Linked DNA regions of Anas platyrhynchos: region 2 is linked to region 1. The links are chromatin contacts, called in public Hi-C maps. All regions are on one chromosome and are shown on one strand. Each heading gives the region's core, a stretch centred on a gene start, on an enhancer-like site or on the middle of the called end of the contact. The rest is flanking DNA. Distances are from core to core; before and after follow the strand shown.

The links. Hi-C and Micro-C count contacts between places; a contact is called where the count stands out from the background.
Region 2: a Hi-C map of liver shows a contact between it and region 1, with 2.6 times the contacts expected there. The contact joins the enhancer-like site here to the promoter of HSPB1 in region 1. A contact is called at or near these places in 3 of 8 Hi-C or Micro-C datasets (liver and skeletal muscle).

What each region holds. Positions count from the first base shown.
Region 1 is chr20:6,799,137-6,805,597 of IASCAAS_PekinDuck_T2T, reverse strand. It overlaps HSPB1 (heat shock protein family B (small) member 1), which reads right to left and starts at 2,911. Exons shown (of 3, transcript XM_027471928.3): 1 at 2,289-2,911; 2 at 1,341-1,404; 3 at 789-1,167. The coding sequence starts at 2,649. The coding sequence ends at 1,002. It overlaps SRRM3 (serine/arginine repetitive matrix 3), which reads right to left. Exons shown (of 15, transcript XM_072026101.1): 15 at 4,047-6,461. The coding sequence ends at 6,404.
Region 2 is chr20:6,864,804-6,871,525 of IASCAAS_PekinDuck_T2T, reverse strand. All of the region lies in intron 4 of DTX2 (deltex E3 ubiquitin ligase 2), which reads right to left. Among named protein-coding and RNA genes, the nearest start is that of DTX2, 20 kb to the right of the region's middle. Within about 2 kb of position 5,130, at least 4 of the 8 cell types and tissues checked have an H3K27ac peak or open chromatin away from gene starts, as enhancers often do.

The DNA of each region.
Region 1 (6,461 bases), core at 1,662-4,161:
TCCCGGGTCACCGGCTGCCTGCCTGCAGGATGACTCAGGGGGGATTAGGGGGATTTGCTGCCCGCGGCCATGTAGGGCCAGCCCTAAGCCCCTGCGCTGAGGCATGGGCACGTGGGGGGCACGGGGAGCGTGGCCCCCCCTCTGCGTGGCACCAGGCCCTGAGCTGGGGCCAGGGCTGGGTGTGGAGCCCCCCCCCATCCACCTGAGGCGTCGCCACGGGGTGAGAGGAGGGGGCACAGCGGGGCAGGAACACCCTGGCATGGGGTTGGGGGTGGGGGGACCCCATTCCCATCTTCTGGGGGTCTCCTCTGTGACCTGGGGGGGACAGCTTGTTTTTGAGGGGTGTGGGGACCCAGCAGGTTGGGCACGTGGAGGGATGAGGTGGGGTGTGGGTGACCTGTGGGGTGCTGAGACCTGGAATTTGGGAGCCCGGGGGTGCCAGGTGTGGGGTTGTGGTGACCTGGGATGGAGGAGACTGGGCTGTGGGGACCCCGAATTTTGGAGCCCCAGGATGTCAGAGCCACGAGGGACATCGGAGGTCCGGGAAATTGAGATCTGAGGTGTGGGAGGTGTGATGCTGAGGGTTTTGGAGACCTGAGATGTCAGAGCCCGGGGTACAGAGCCCCGTGGTGCTGAGCCTGGGCTGCTGGGGACCCGCGATGTGGGACCAAGGACATGGAGACCCGGGGTTTGGAGACCCAGGAGGTGGAGACCCCGGGTGCTGGAGGCCGGGGTGAGGAGGGCTGGGCTGGGGGGCTCTGGCCGGCAGACAGCGGGCACGGGGCAGGTTTCTTTCACCACTTTTTATTCCCACTGACACCACCTGCTCCTTCCCATCTACTCAAGGCACTGGGGTGACCGGGCGAGTACAAAATAAAAAATACAAAGGGGGCTGGGGGGGGGGGGGGGGGGGGCAAGGCATGAGGGTGCACTCCACGGGGGCAGCGGCGGGGGCTCCTCCTCCTCCTCCTCTTCCTCTTCTTCCTCCTCCTCGGTGCCTCCTACTTCTTGGCCGGCTCGTCTTTCTTGCCCTGGCTCTCCACGGTGACGGGGATGGTGATTTCGGCCGACTGGATGGCCGGCTTGGGCAGGGGCGCCTCCACCGTCAGCATCCCGTCGGGTGACAGCGAGGAGCGCACGGCCGTGGCCTCCACGCCGGGGGGGAGGCTGCGGGGGAGAGGGGGAGAGCTTGGGAACGGCCCTGAGGCCATGGACATCGCCCTCCCCATATGGGCTGGTGGCGACCCCGCTGTGTGCGGGCCAGGGTGGACGGTGGGAGGAGGTCCCCAGGGTGCCGGGGGGGTCCTGGGCCTCCATCTCCTCCCCGCCCTGGTACTTACGTGTATTTTCGGGTGAAGCACCGGGAGATGAAGCCGTGCTCATCCTGTTTCTCCTCGTGCTTGCCTGGAAGAGAGAAACCCAGCGGAGGTCAGCGCCCAGCAGGGAAGAGCCCGATCCTGCCCATCCCACATCCCTGTGCCCTACCAGCACCCCGGAGCCGCGCTGACCCACAGGAGGGATTTGGGCCCCTCCAGGAGCATCCCCCAACCCCCAGGGCAGCGAATTGCTTGCGGTGACGGCCCCGACCCGTGCCCAACGCCTTTGTTTTGGCTCCCCAGCACTCTGCGCACGCTGCTGGCTCCGTGCCGCGGGGGCCTGCGTTTTGTCACCACGCCCCTCGCCCAGGCACCCGCGGCGCTCCGGGGATGCTCGGGATGCCGTGGGGCTCGTCACAGCCACCTGTGCCCCCCTGGGGGGTCTGCACCCTGCAAGAATGCTCTTGTAGTGCTAGTCCTTCTTCTCCTCGGCTGTTTTCTCATTTCCCCTTTGCCTTGTCCTTTCTCCTCCTCTTTCCTTTCCCTCTTTCCATCTTCCCTTTCCATGTTCCCTTTCCCTTTCCCTTTCCCTTTCCCTTTCCCTTTCCCTTTCCCTTTCTTTTTACCCTTCCCCTCTCCCTTTCCCTTCCCCTCTCCTTTCTCCTCTCCCTTTCCCTTCCCCTTCCCCTTCCCCTCTCCCTTCTCTTCTCCCTTCCCCTTTCCCTCTCCATTTCCCTTTCTCTTTTCCTTTCCCTTTTCCTTTAATTTCATCCTCCCCTTCTTCTTCCCTTTCCCCTTTTCTTCCTTTTTTTCCCCTTTTTTTCACTCTGCCTTGCCCTCCCTCCCCAGCAAGCACCCAGACACCTGCACACCCACCACCAGCACCCCCAGTGAACGGGGAGAGCCCCGGTGCACCCCTCATCCCCCACCCGCGGCCCCACCACCCAGCACCCCACCACCCCGCGGACCCACCGGTGATCTCCACGATGTTGTCCTTGGTCTTGACCACCAGCTCCTCGGGGGCGAAGTGGTTGACATCCAGGGTGACCTTCCAGCTGTCGGCGCTTTGGCGGATTTCGGAGATGCCGCTGCTGAGCTGGCGGCTCAGCGCCCGGCCGTAGGGCGAGCCCGGCGCCGGCACCAAGGCGCTTTCCCCGGGCAGCAGACGGAAATACCCGGGCCAGGCGCTGCCGCTCGGCCACTTGTACCAATCCTCGGGGATGTGGGGCATCCCGAAGGACTGGTCGAAGAGGCGGCTGCCGTGGTACCAGTCGCGGAAGGGCTCCCAGCTGGGGCTGCTGAGGAAGGTGAAGGGCACGCGGCGCTCAGCCATGATGCGCGGGGGCCGTGGTGCTGGGAGGGGGCCGGCGGCGCGGGGCCTTATGAAGCCGTCCCGCTGGTTATTTTTAGCCGGGAGGCTCAGCTGGCTATTAATGGAAATCGCAGCAGGGCCCGGGAAGGGACCAGAAGCTTTCCCAGGCCGTGCGCAGCCGTGTTGGGAGCCCCCCGGCCGCACACCCCCGCGGCGGGGGCTCGGCTGCTTGGCGGGTGATGGATGGTCCCTGGAGCGCTCCCAGCCCTTTCCCGTAAAACAATCCCTGCCCTGCGCAGCTCCGGGGCCGTCTGCGCCGGCGTGGGGAGGGTGCTGGGGGGGCCAGCACAGCGGGGGGGATGAGTCAGTGGAGGAGCCCGTGCTCGGTCCTGTGCCCACTGCGTCACCCAGCCCATGCCAGAAGCTTCTGGAGCCCCCCCCCCAGCTCTGTGACCCCCAGGTGGCCGCCGGGGCTTGGCCGGGTTGGGGTGAGGTTGTCCAAACCCCGAGCAGTGGGGGCCATGGGGGTCAGTGGGGATATAAGGGGGGGTGTAGGGCTTGGTGGGGGTCAGTGGGGCCCCATGGGGCTGATCGAGGCCAACGGGGGCCATGGGGTTGGTAGGGGTTGATGGGGCCATAGGGGCTGATGGGGCTCACTGGGGCCCAGTGGGGCCAGTAGGGCTTGATGGGGCTGATAGGGGCTGATGGGGCCAATGGGGGCAGTGGGGACTGATGGAGGCAGCAGGGTCCAATAACACCAATAGAGACTGATGGAGTTGATTGGGCTTTCTGGGGCCCAGTGGGGCCAGTAGGGCTTGATGGGGCTGATGGGTTGGAGAGGGGCTGGTGGGGGCAGCACCCTCTCGGGGCAGGGGAAGGACGGCTCCTTCCCTTAGTCCCTTGCCCTCATGTCCAAACACACCCCTCTGGGATCCCTTGGTGCCCGTTTGGGGCCAGTTTCCAGCCCCTCAACCCCACTGGGGCCCCGGCACCTAAGTCAGACAGTCTGGGGGCACTGAGCCCCCCGGGGGATGCCCCTCCTTGCTCAGGCTCTGCCCATCCCTGGCAGTGCTGGGGCTGGGTTTTTAAGACCCCAGCGTGGCCAGGAGACGTTTGTAGCTGAGACCTGACGCACTCGGCGCAGGGAACGGTGTGAGCCCAAGCCCCCGAGCTGCACGGAGGCTGCGAGGAAATGCGAATTTTCCCCAGCATCAGGGATCCCCCCAGAGGTTTCCCCCGCCGTGATGCTCTGGGACATCGGGTGCAGCCGGTGCCACCCTCACCAGGAGCCAGAAACCGATGGGACAGGAGGCAGGGGGCAGGGGAGGAGAGCTGGGGGGGTCCCGGGGACAGAAGGGGCTGAGCCTGCAGGGAAGGAGCAGAATTAACCCCGCAAAGAAACCGCTCCGTGCCCCGCAGCGCCATTTACAATATATACTGTATATTTATTGTAGTTGAACCAGCTCACTGAATCTACAGCTGTACTCACAACCCAGGAAAAAAAAAAAAAAAAAAAAAAAAAAAAAAAAAAAAGAGAGAGAGCGCGCGCGAGAGAGGAAAATACTGAAGTATTTCTACAGAGTATTTGTTCCAGTGAGCTCCCTCCACGGCAGGAGACAGAGACTGTAAAAGAGGAAGACTGGAAATTTTCCCTGATGTGCTGTCTTGTCCGCGCCGTCGCTGCAGTCGGGGCTCTGTCGCTTTCGGGAGCCGTGGCCGCTGGGGTGGGGACGGGGACAGGGCTGGGGGATGCCTCCGAGCGTCCCCGTGCAGCAGTGGGGCGATGCTGGGGGGATGCGGGGGTGCAGGGCTGGGTGCCGTGGCCAGAGGAAAGAGGGATGGTTTTGGGGGGGATCGCAGTTGCGGGGGTGGCAGGGGGGCTGCAGGGACTTCACGCCCTTCGTGTCCCAGCTCGGGGTCCAGGATCTCCATTTTTTCCTACCATGGGCACACCCAGACCCCGCCGCCTGCCCCGAGCCGTGGGGAGCTGCAGGTGTTTCTCCTCCATCCCCAGGAAAGCCGATTTCTTTCTGATTTCCTTTTCTGGGCAATCGGCCTCCTTCCCAGCTCAGGCTCTGCTGGGAGGGCTGGGGAACCAAGGGGCTTGGGTGGGGGCACGGCCAGCTCCTGGGGACGCTGCTCCAAGGGGTCCTGCTGGCTTGGTGGCAGCACGGGGGGGGTCACGCACACAGCACCCACCCCGCTCTTCTCCCCGGTGCTGGCAGGTGGGAGCAGCACCCAGCACGAGGTGCCCACCCGCAGCCCTCCGGAGACCCATTCACCAGCTCTACCACCACGTCACCACCTGGGCTGGCGTCCAAACAGCATCCCAGTCCCTCCAGTGCCCCCAGTGCCCCCGGGCTGGCTGCAGGCGGGTGTCCAAGGGCCGCACAAAGCCCGGCTCTCCCCGCGGGGCCGCGCGTTAATCCCGGCAGCTGCTCTCCCCACCCCGGGAGGCTCAGCTGCTTCGTCCTCCTCCAGCCAGGCGGAAAACGCGTGGCCAACAAGGATTAAATGCAAAGCGCCCCGGGGCCAGCACGCAGCGGGGTTTGGGGAGCAGCCCCCGCAGCCAGGAAGGGCTTTTTCTTTTTTTTGGGAAATCAGCAAAATGGTGCAGAACCGGGGCTGTCAGCAAAGCACCCGGCCGGCCCGTGCTTGTCATCCCCCCCTCCCCGCCTCTCTTTTTAAAATGAAATTTAGAAAAGCTGCTGGAGGGGCGCAGGGATGCTCGGGGGGAGGCCGAAGGGGAGCGGGGGGGGGCCGGATCCTGCCCGCTGGGCCCCGAGGCACAGCAAAACCCCGGCTGCCACAGCCAGGGCACCAGTGGCAGCATCTTCCAGAAGAGGAGTCAAAGCCTTCACTCGGGGCCGCGTTTCTTCGGGGAAGTGGCACGGGGAAGCAATTAGGATCGGGAAGTGGGTGGCAAACCGAGGTGAGGAGGTAGCCAGGGGGGGTCTCGGGGTCAGCCCTGTCCCCTCGTGCCCTGCCGGGGGTCCCCCTGCTCCGGCGCTCGGAGGAGCCTCTCCATGCACCACGCGGCTCCGCGCACGAGCCCAGAGGCGTCCAAAGCAAGGGAAAGGCGGGGAGCACCCCAAAGGGCACCCCACAAGCGCTGTGGGGCGCATCCCAAAGCACAACCTCACCCCAAATTTGTCAGCTCCCCCTCACGAGGACACCCAGGGGACCTGGCAGCATTTGTTCTGCAGGGGCAGGGGGCGCACAGCACCAAGGCAGGGGGACCCCAGCCCCACGTGGGACCAGACGGGTGACACCGGGCTGCTCCTCGCTTTGTTCGTCTGCGGCTCCGCGGGTGTCGGGGCTGCCAGGACCCCCCCCGAGAGGTGTCACCTCTGTCCCCGGGGGTGTCCTCTTCCCCGCCCCGGTGTCGGCAGCAGAAACACGCTGATTTTGGGCGTGCTAGAAAAGTCCAACCGAGCCAAAAGAAGCACCGCCGGGGGGAGCGCACCGCGCTGGGGGCCCCGCCGGCTCGGTCCAAGGTCTCTGCCAAGCAATTTGTTCCCTCGCTCTGTGCTTGCCCACCCCGTCCCACCCCACCCTGGCGTTTGCAAAAATAAGAAGCCATCCCCCCCCCTCCCCTCTCCCGACCCCCAAAATACCCGGGGGGACTGAGGGGCGCCCACTGCCCCGCAAGGTTTCCATCCGCCCCCCAACTTTCCCCCCACACCACCGGGTCCATCCTTTGCAGCTCCCCCCCAGGGGGTTTTCCACCTCCTGGGGGGGTTCTCCCGGGGTTGGGGTGGGGGGGCTGCGGGGCTCAGAAGCCGGCGCTCTCCGAGCTGCTGCGGCTGTTGTAGCTGGGGCTGCGGCTGGGG
Region 2 (6,722 bases), core at 3,881-6,380, 64 kb before region 1:
CGCCCCCAGGATCCCTGCAGGAGGGCAGGGAATGCCCCACAGAGGGGATGTTTGTGCCCCGTGCTGCACGCCTGGGGGCAGCTGGAGCTGCTGTGGTGTCCCCAGTCGATGCCAGCCAGGTCCCAGCAGGGCTTCGTGCAGCTGTGATCAAGCTCAGACATCTCAGTGGGAAGGAGCACGATGCTGTGATGTTAATGGAGAGATTCCCAGCTCACCCAGCTGGCACAGGACCTTCCTACACCACAGGTGAGACACAGACAAACCCTGCAGCTGGCACATCAGGAACAACCTGGCCATACTCTAAGCATTGAACCTTATTTTGGGTCCAGCAGAACGAGCCTTGCACCCCTCACACAAGACAGGGGCGGTTCTCTTTCCTCCTGAGCCTTCACATCCTCAAATCCAGCAAGACACAGCACAGATCACAGGGGATACAGAACACATCAGCTCTATAACAGGTGCCCTGCTCGCAGTAAGGGACAGACATTCTCACATTTCCCTAAGTACAGCCCCGATCCTACCCCCAGAGCACAGCCCAGCTCCCGGAGCAGCATTCTTCTTCTCAGAGCATGCCATGCAGATGCCCCATCCCTTACTACAGGATTAAAACACCACAAAATCCTGGGCTGGGTAGGGCTGAGAGCTCAGCCGTCCCCTCAGCTCCCCTCCAGGCTTCACTGCAGCCCGAGCACCTCGCACAGCACCCGGCTGCAGCTCCTTACCCGGCCCCAGGCCCATCACGGCAGCAGCCAGGCTCTTCCACCAGCCTGCAAAGGGCAGCATGTGCACGAGCGAGGCCACGGCTCCACCTGGCAGGAGGCAAGAAGACCCGTCACTCGCCATGGGGGCTCCTGGTGCCGCCTGCTCTGCTCCAGACCCGCTGGGGACAGTGGGGAGAAGCAGCAGGGTGGTGGTGGTGCCACCTGGGCACGTCCCCAAGCAGCAGTGCCCAGTTCCCTGGGGTCACAAGGAAGCTGTGCTCCAGCATTTCCCTAGGGATCTCTGCTCTCCAACACAGCTCCCAGTGCCTGTGCTTTAGCACGGAGATGGACTCACAGCTGCCAGGCTCACAGGCAGGCAGCATCAGTGCATCTGGCACAGTTTTTATTTGGCACAGCATTTATCTGGCACAGCATTCCCACATGCAACAGCTGGGCAGCAGTCCTGTGCACGTGCCTGCACACCCACAGCTCGCCCTGGCAGCTTGTTTTTCCCCCCAAGGAAGACAGAGGGATCACAAACGCTGCCTCTGCAGGTGAAGGAGCTGTGCATGACCAGACACCATCTTCCTGAGCTGTCCTGCCTCCCAAAAAATTAAAGCAACCTCTGCCAGCAGCAGGAAAGGGTGGGTGATGTTTCTCAGATACCCACCCCTCATGGTGCCAAGGTGGTGAAGCAGAAGGAGAGGACAGAGGAGCTTCTTGCAGGCACACCTGGATGGCCCAGACCTGCATCAGGGAGGATCAGAGGAGCCCTGCACAGCTCAGCTGCAGGGATGGGTGAGATGCGAGCAGGGAAGGCACCTTCTCACTGCAGACCAGCAGAGGAGAGAGGCAGAAAGCTAACGTGGGCAGAAAGTCACTTAGCCAAGGAAGCCTGATAAATAGGGCCTTGGACTCTCCTCAGTGAGCACGGCGTCATTAAGACGTGCTGTTTGCAGAAGGGGATTCCTGGCCGTCCTGAAACGCTCGGTTTCCGGCAGTGTGAGCAGGACAGAGGCACAGCCAAGCACGCAGCACAAGAAAACAAACCCACAACGTCAAAGGATGCTCCCCGAGAGCTGGCGCCAGGCAGGAGCTGCGTGATGTCTCAGGGGCTGTGAGCTCACCGTCCTGGAGACCCTCAGCCAGGAGGCTGGGAACAGGATACAGCCACCAGTAAGGCAATCACGGGAACTTGGAAACAAGGGCTTTCCACCTCAGGGACGTGCCAAGATCCCCGAAAAAAGATTTCCAAGAACTGCCACAAGAGCAGGAGACAAACAGGAGCCTGGACAAGCCCTTGTTTTCCAGCACTCAGGCCAGGAGAGCACCAGTGCCAGGAACTGCTCCAAGGCCTCCTCACGAGCACCTCCTGGAGAGCCCCATCTGCTCTCCTCGCCACTTCTGAAGGTGACAAGTCCCCAAATCCTCCCTGCTGGGGCCTTGCTCAGGTGCAGTGGATGAAGAGGAGGCAGCAGGAACAAGCTGCATGGGGATGTGATCAGTCTGAGCTCAGGCTGTGCCTGCAGCCTCCCAGCCGAGCTCTCCACGATGTCCCTGCCCCAGGTAACAAACATCACGGGTGGAGGTCGGAGCCAGGCTCTGGTTTGTAAGTACAAGAAGCCTTCACCATCACAGGGCAGGCAGAGGCTTCAGCTTCTGTGCTGCTGGTTGTGGAGGAGGCCGTGAGAACAGGGCTTGCTGCTACCCACAGCTCCTTCCACTTCCCCAAACACCTCTCACAGCCACCGTGTCCTCATTCCCGAGGATTTCCTGCTGCCCACCAGACCCTCCTCCAGCCCGCCTGCTCTCCCTGTTGAATTCCCTTCCTCCAGAGCAGCTCAGAGAAACAAACAGGCCACGTTCATCCAAACCAAAGCACGCGGCATCAACCCCTCACCAACAGGGATGGGCACAGAACTGGGGCAGCCCTACAGTCCTCAGCCATCAGGCCTGTGCCTGATGGGTTTGTGGTGTCACATCCCTGATGAGGGGGCAGAAAACACCCCGATCCCATCCCTTGGTTGGGATAACACTGATGCACCTCAATCCAGAAATATTAGCAAGGCAGACCTTCGGGACACCAGGAGCTCCAGGAAAACCCATCCCCAGCTGCAGTCACTCGAGTGCTGGCCCTACAGAAGCAGCTTGATGCTGATACCAGGTTTCCAGCAGTTTTACAGCCCATGCAGCTGCACCCCGAGGAGCAGCATGCCCAGCCAGCCACCCCCCAGCTGCACAGGGAGCCGGGATGCAGCCACGGCACGAGCAGCAGGCTTCTGAGCCAGCATCACTTCCCCAGCAGGCCCCGTGTGCTGCAGGAACGCCTGCCTCCAGCCCTTTGTTCTCACCATCCCTCAGGACCAAAGCCTGTCCAGGCTCCAGCCCTGACCACATCTGCCCTCTGTCCCCTGGACCGGCAAGGGCTCCACCTACCGGCCTCAACCTCAAAGGCAAGGGGAGATTTGGTGTTAAAAAAGGAAGATTTCTCCCCTTTCAGCAGTTCAGGAGAGCCAAACAAGCAGCTGTGTTATCGCAGCCTGCCTCCCCCAGGAGGCCCAGCACTGGATGTGCCATCGGTGGCTGCAGGACAAGGACACGCAGGGAGCAGGGAGCCACGTGCCAGCACTGACAGCGTGGGGACAGGGGGGATCCTACACCCACAGCACAGCACTCACCCACACCAGACATCGCTGCCAGAGCAGCAACACCATTAACGAGCCCTAATTAGTGCCTTTGTTGAGCATAACCCATGTGTTCAGGAAGCTGGCTGCCATTCTATCAACACCACCCCAGCCCACACGCGGGCAGACCGGTGCGCAGGCACAGGCTCACTGCTGGAAAGTTTGGGGTGAACGTGCCTGCAGCTGGTGTGCAGCTCTTGCCTGAGCTCCTAGAGATGTGGGAGTCTGGAAGAGAGGTGATGCAGAAATTCAGGCTGCACAATGGGCCCCATCTCTGCCTGTTACAGCTCCAGGGTGCGTAAAAAGGTCAGAACAGGCTGACCACAAGTCGGGCTCACCACCAGCACTGCAGCTCCTTAGCCAGGGCACAGATGGAGCTTAATCCCACATGGCACCGAGACCTTCCTCATGCAGGCATCTCGCACTCAGCACCCTGCAGGAGCAGCATCCCGGCCCCAAAGAGCAGCCCTGCTTCCTAAAAGACAATTTAAGAACTAAACCAGGAAAGCTCCCTCTCCTCACAGTGCTGGAAGTGGCAGAGCTGGCAATGCCCCTCCTCTGCAGGGCATCCTGAGCAGGATGGGGGCCAAATCCTGCTGGCTGGCAGGAGCCACACAGTGCTCCCAGCACCCACACCGCCCCTCCTGCCCATGTTCTCTGCTCCCTGGGTTTCTGCTCCCCGTCCCTGAGGTTTCCCGGCCCCAGCAGGTGGCATTGCTGAGCCGCAGCAGGGCGCAGGCACCCAGCACGGCTCCTGCTTGGTGAGCCCCACAGCCAGGGCTGGTGCTGGGCTGCACAAACACAGAGCTCAGCAGCCTCTGAGCGAGCCTGACCTCTGGCCAAGCTGCAGGCACTGTGCAAGAGCCCCCGGTGCTGTGCCAAGCACCAAGGAGCCCGCATCTCATGCAGGAAGATGTGCTGCTGGGCTGGCACATCTGTGACACCCCCTCTGCTGGCAGGGGGCTTTGGGACACCAGGACCGCGTGTTTTGTGGCCTCACCTCGCCATAAATGCTGCCAGCTTTGTGGCGCTGACCTCCAGCAGCTCCCTTCCCATGTGGCTGTCCACCTGCACAGCCCTCACCCTGTCACACTGACACCAGAGGGTTTTTTTGGTACCCCAGCAGCCAGCCCCCAAGGTACAGCCCCCGTGCAGCCCCTCTTCCTCCACCTCCACTCAGTTCTTCTCCTCCACCTCCTTTCTCCTCGCTCCTCCTCCTGCTGCTGCTTCTCCCACCACCCTTTCTCCTCCCTCCTCACACATCCTACTCCACACTTGCTCTCCCTCCTTCCTGCTGCTTCCATCTCCTCCCCCCAGCTCTGTCCCTGATGCATTTCCACAAGACTCCTCCCTGCACATCGAATTCCTGGTTCTTTAATTCCTGGCTCTCCTCTCCCCCTTCCTACCTCCTCTGGAGGACTTTGCACCTTGCAAAGCCTCCTCCCTGCACTGACTCCAAGGAGCAAGACCAAGGAACCGAGACATCCAGGTGCCTCCTCTCCTCCACAAGGCTCCTCCTGCCCAGGAGCAGGGACAAAGGTCCTGCCCTGCAGGTGGCTGTGCCCGGCAGGGAGCTGGGGTGGCCTGATCCCTCCTGCCCGAGGCAGGTGGGGATGACAAACTCACCCCAGGGTGGCCCCGAGTGCCCTGTGTGACTCAGGGGCTGCTCGCCTGGGAGATCCTCCTCTGCTCACCTCGTGACTCAGCGGTGACGAGCCAGACCTTCTGCCTCACAACAGCCCTTCTGGAGACAGCACATGGATAAATGCTGCCCTTGAGGGTTGCTCGGCTCCCAGGCTCATCCCAGCAGTGAGTCAGGGAAAGTCCTGGTACGTGGAGAGCTGAGAGGGACCCCGGGGAGATCAGAGAGATCTGACATGCACAGGGAACAGCCAGGCTGCTCCAGCGACTGCTGGAAACAAGCAGAGCTTCCACAGGACAGGGTCTACTTTGTCATCTTATTTTACAGCCTGGCAGAGACCATGCAGGCCAGAGAAATGCCCTGCCTCTTCCCTCCGTGGGACGAACACCCCCAGTCAGTCGGAAGAGCCGAGAGGGACGGGGGAGAGCCAAGAGGAAAGGAGGGAGGCAGAACAAGTGCAGAGAGATAAAGAGAAGGAGATGGAAGCAAATATCAGATTTTGAGCAGGAACTACCTTTCTTGGACACTTTCCTCCCCTCCTTAACTGAGCTGTGTTTTTTAGTGGCTTTATGGGAGCTGGCAGCTTGCGGCACACAGGTGAGGTGCACGGGGAGTCCAGCGGCTGACATCAGAATAGCCGTCATGCCTACAGCGGGTACGAGATCAACATGCAGGAAGGAAACAACGGGGAGACACATTAAAAAAAACTTCAATCTTTCAAATTAAAAAAAAAAAAAGATAAAAACAAAACAAAACCCAAGCCCTTGATTCAGAGATGATCAAACACCCGAGAGGTGAGGGGGTTGGAGTCACCGCAGGGACAGGATCCAGAGGAGTTCAGCAAAAGGAGCTCGGGCAGCAGATTGAAACAGGGAAACGCAGACACCCTCCAAGCTGGGGTTTGGGATTCCTCTCTGCCTTGGCTTTAGAGATCCTCAGGTGTTTCATGTCTGTCATGGTGCAGAGTCCTCCAGCTCACCAAGCCCCGCGGGCAGCGCTGCCCCAGGGATCTGCAGTTACCTGTAATCCCTACAGCTCCTGCTCAGCTGCTCCCCCAAAAAGCAGTGTTTCAAAGGCATCGCCCCCAAACTCATCCCAGACAGCAGCTTTAGGGCCTGCAAAGCCTGCAGCTGGGCCAGGCAGACTGGAGCTGCCCACCTTGAACCCTGAAGGAGCCCCATGCAACTGGGCTCCGTTTTCTGCTGGACCCCACACACAGTTTGAGCCCAAGGCTTCTCTCCCTCCCAGCCAGCACCGAGCAGCACTGCGTTCACTGGATGAGGTTTGTTAAAGCTAATGAATAATTAAGAAGGACAGACATTCCTCGCAGGTAGAACAAGCATGCAGAGAGCCACCAGGCTGGTGATGCTGATCTGGCATGATGTTAGCCTGAGAAATACACCCTATAACTGGCCTGTAATGCTTGTGCGGTGGCATGCTGCTCCTAAACACACATTCCAGGGAGCACCCGCTTCGGCTCCTCTAGGAAGAGACCTCCTCCTGCACCAGCTAAAAAATAATCCAGAGATGCAGACTGACAGGAGCTGAAAGCCCAGCTTACCTCAGAGCAGCCGGTGCAAAACCACCTCCTAACGCTAAGGACGTTCTTGCCAGCATCCCCAGATGCCCACGCAGTAGCTCGTGGCCAAAACCAAGTTACCAAGGCGTTTCAAGCCCATGTTCTACTGGGTTGGG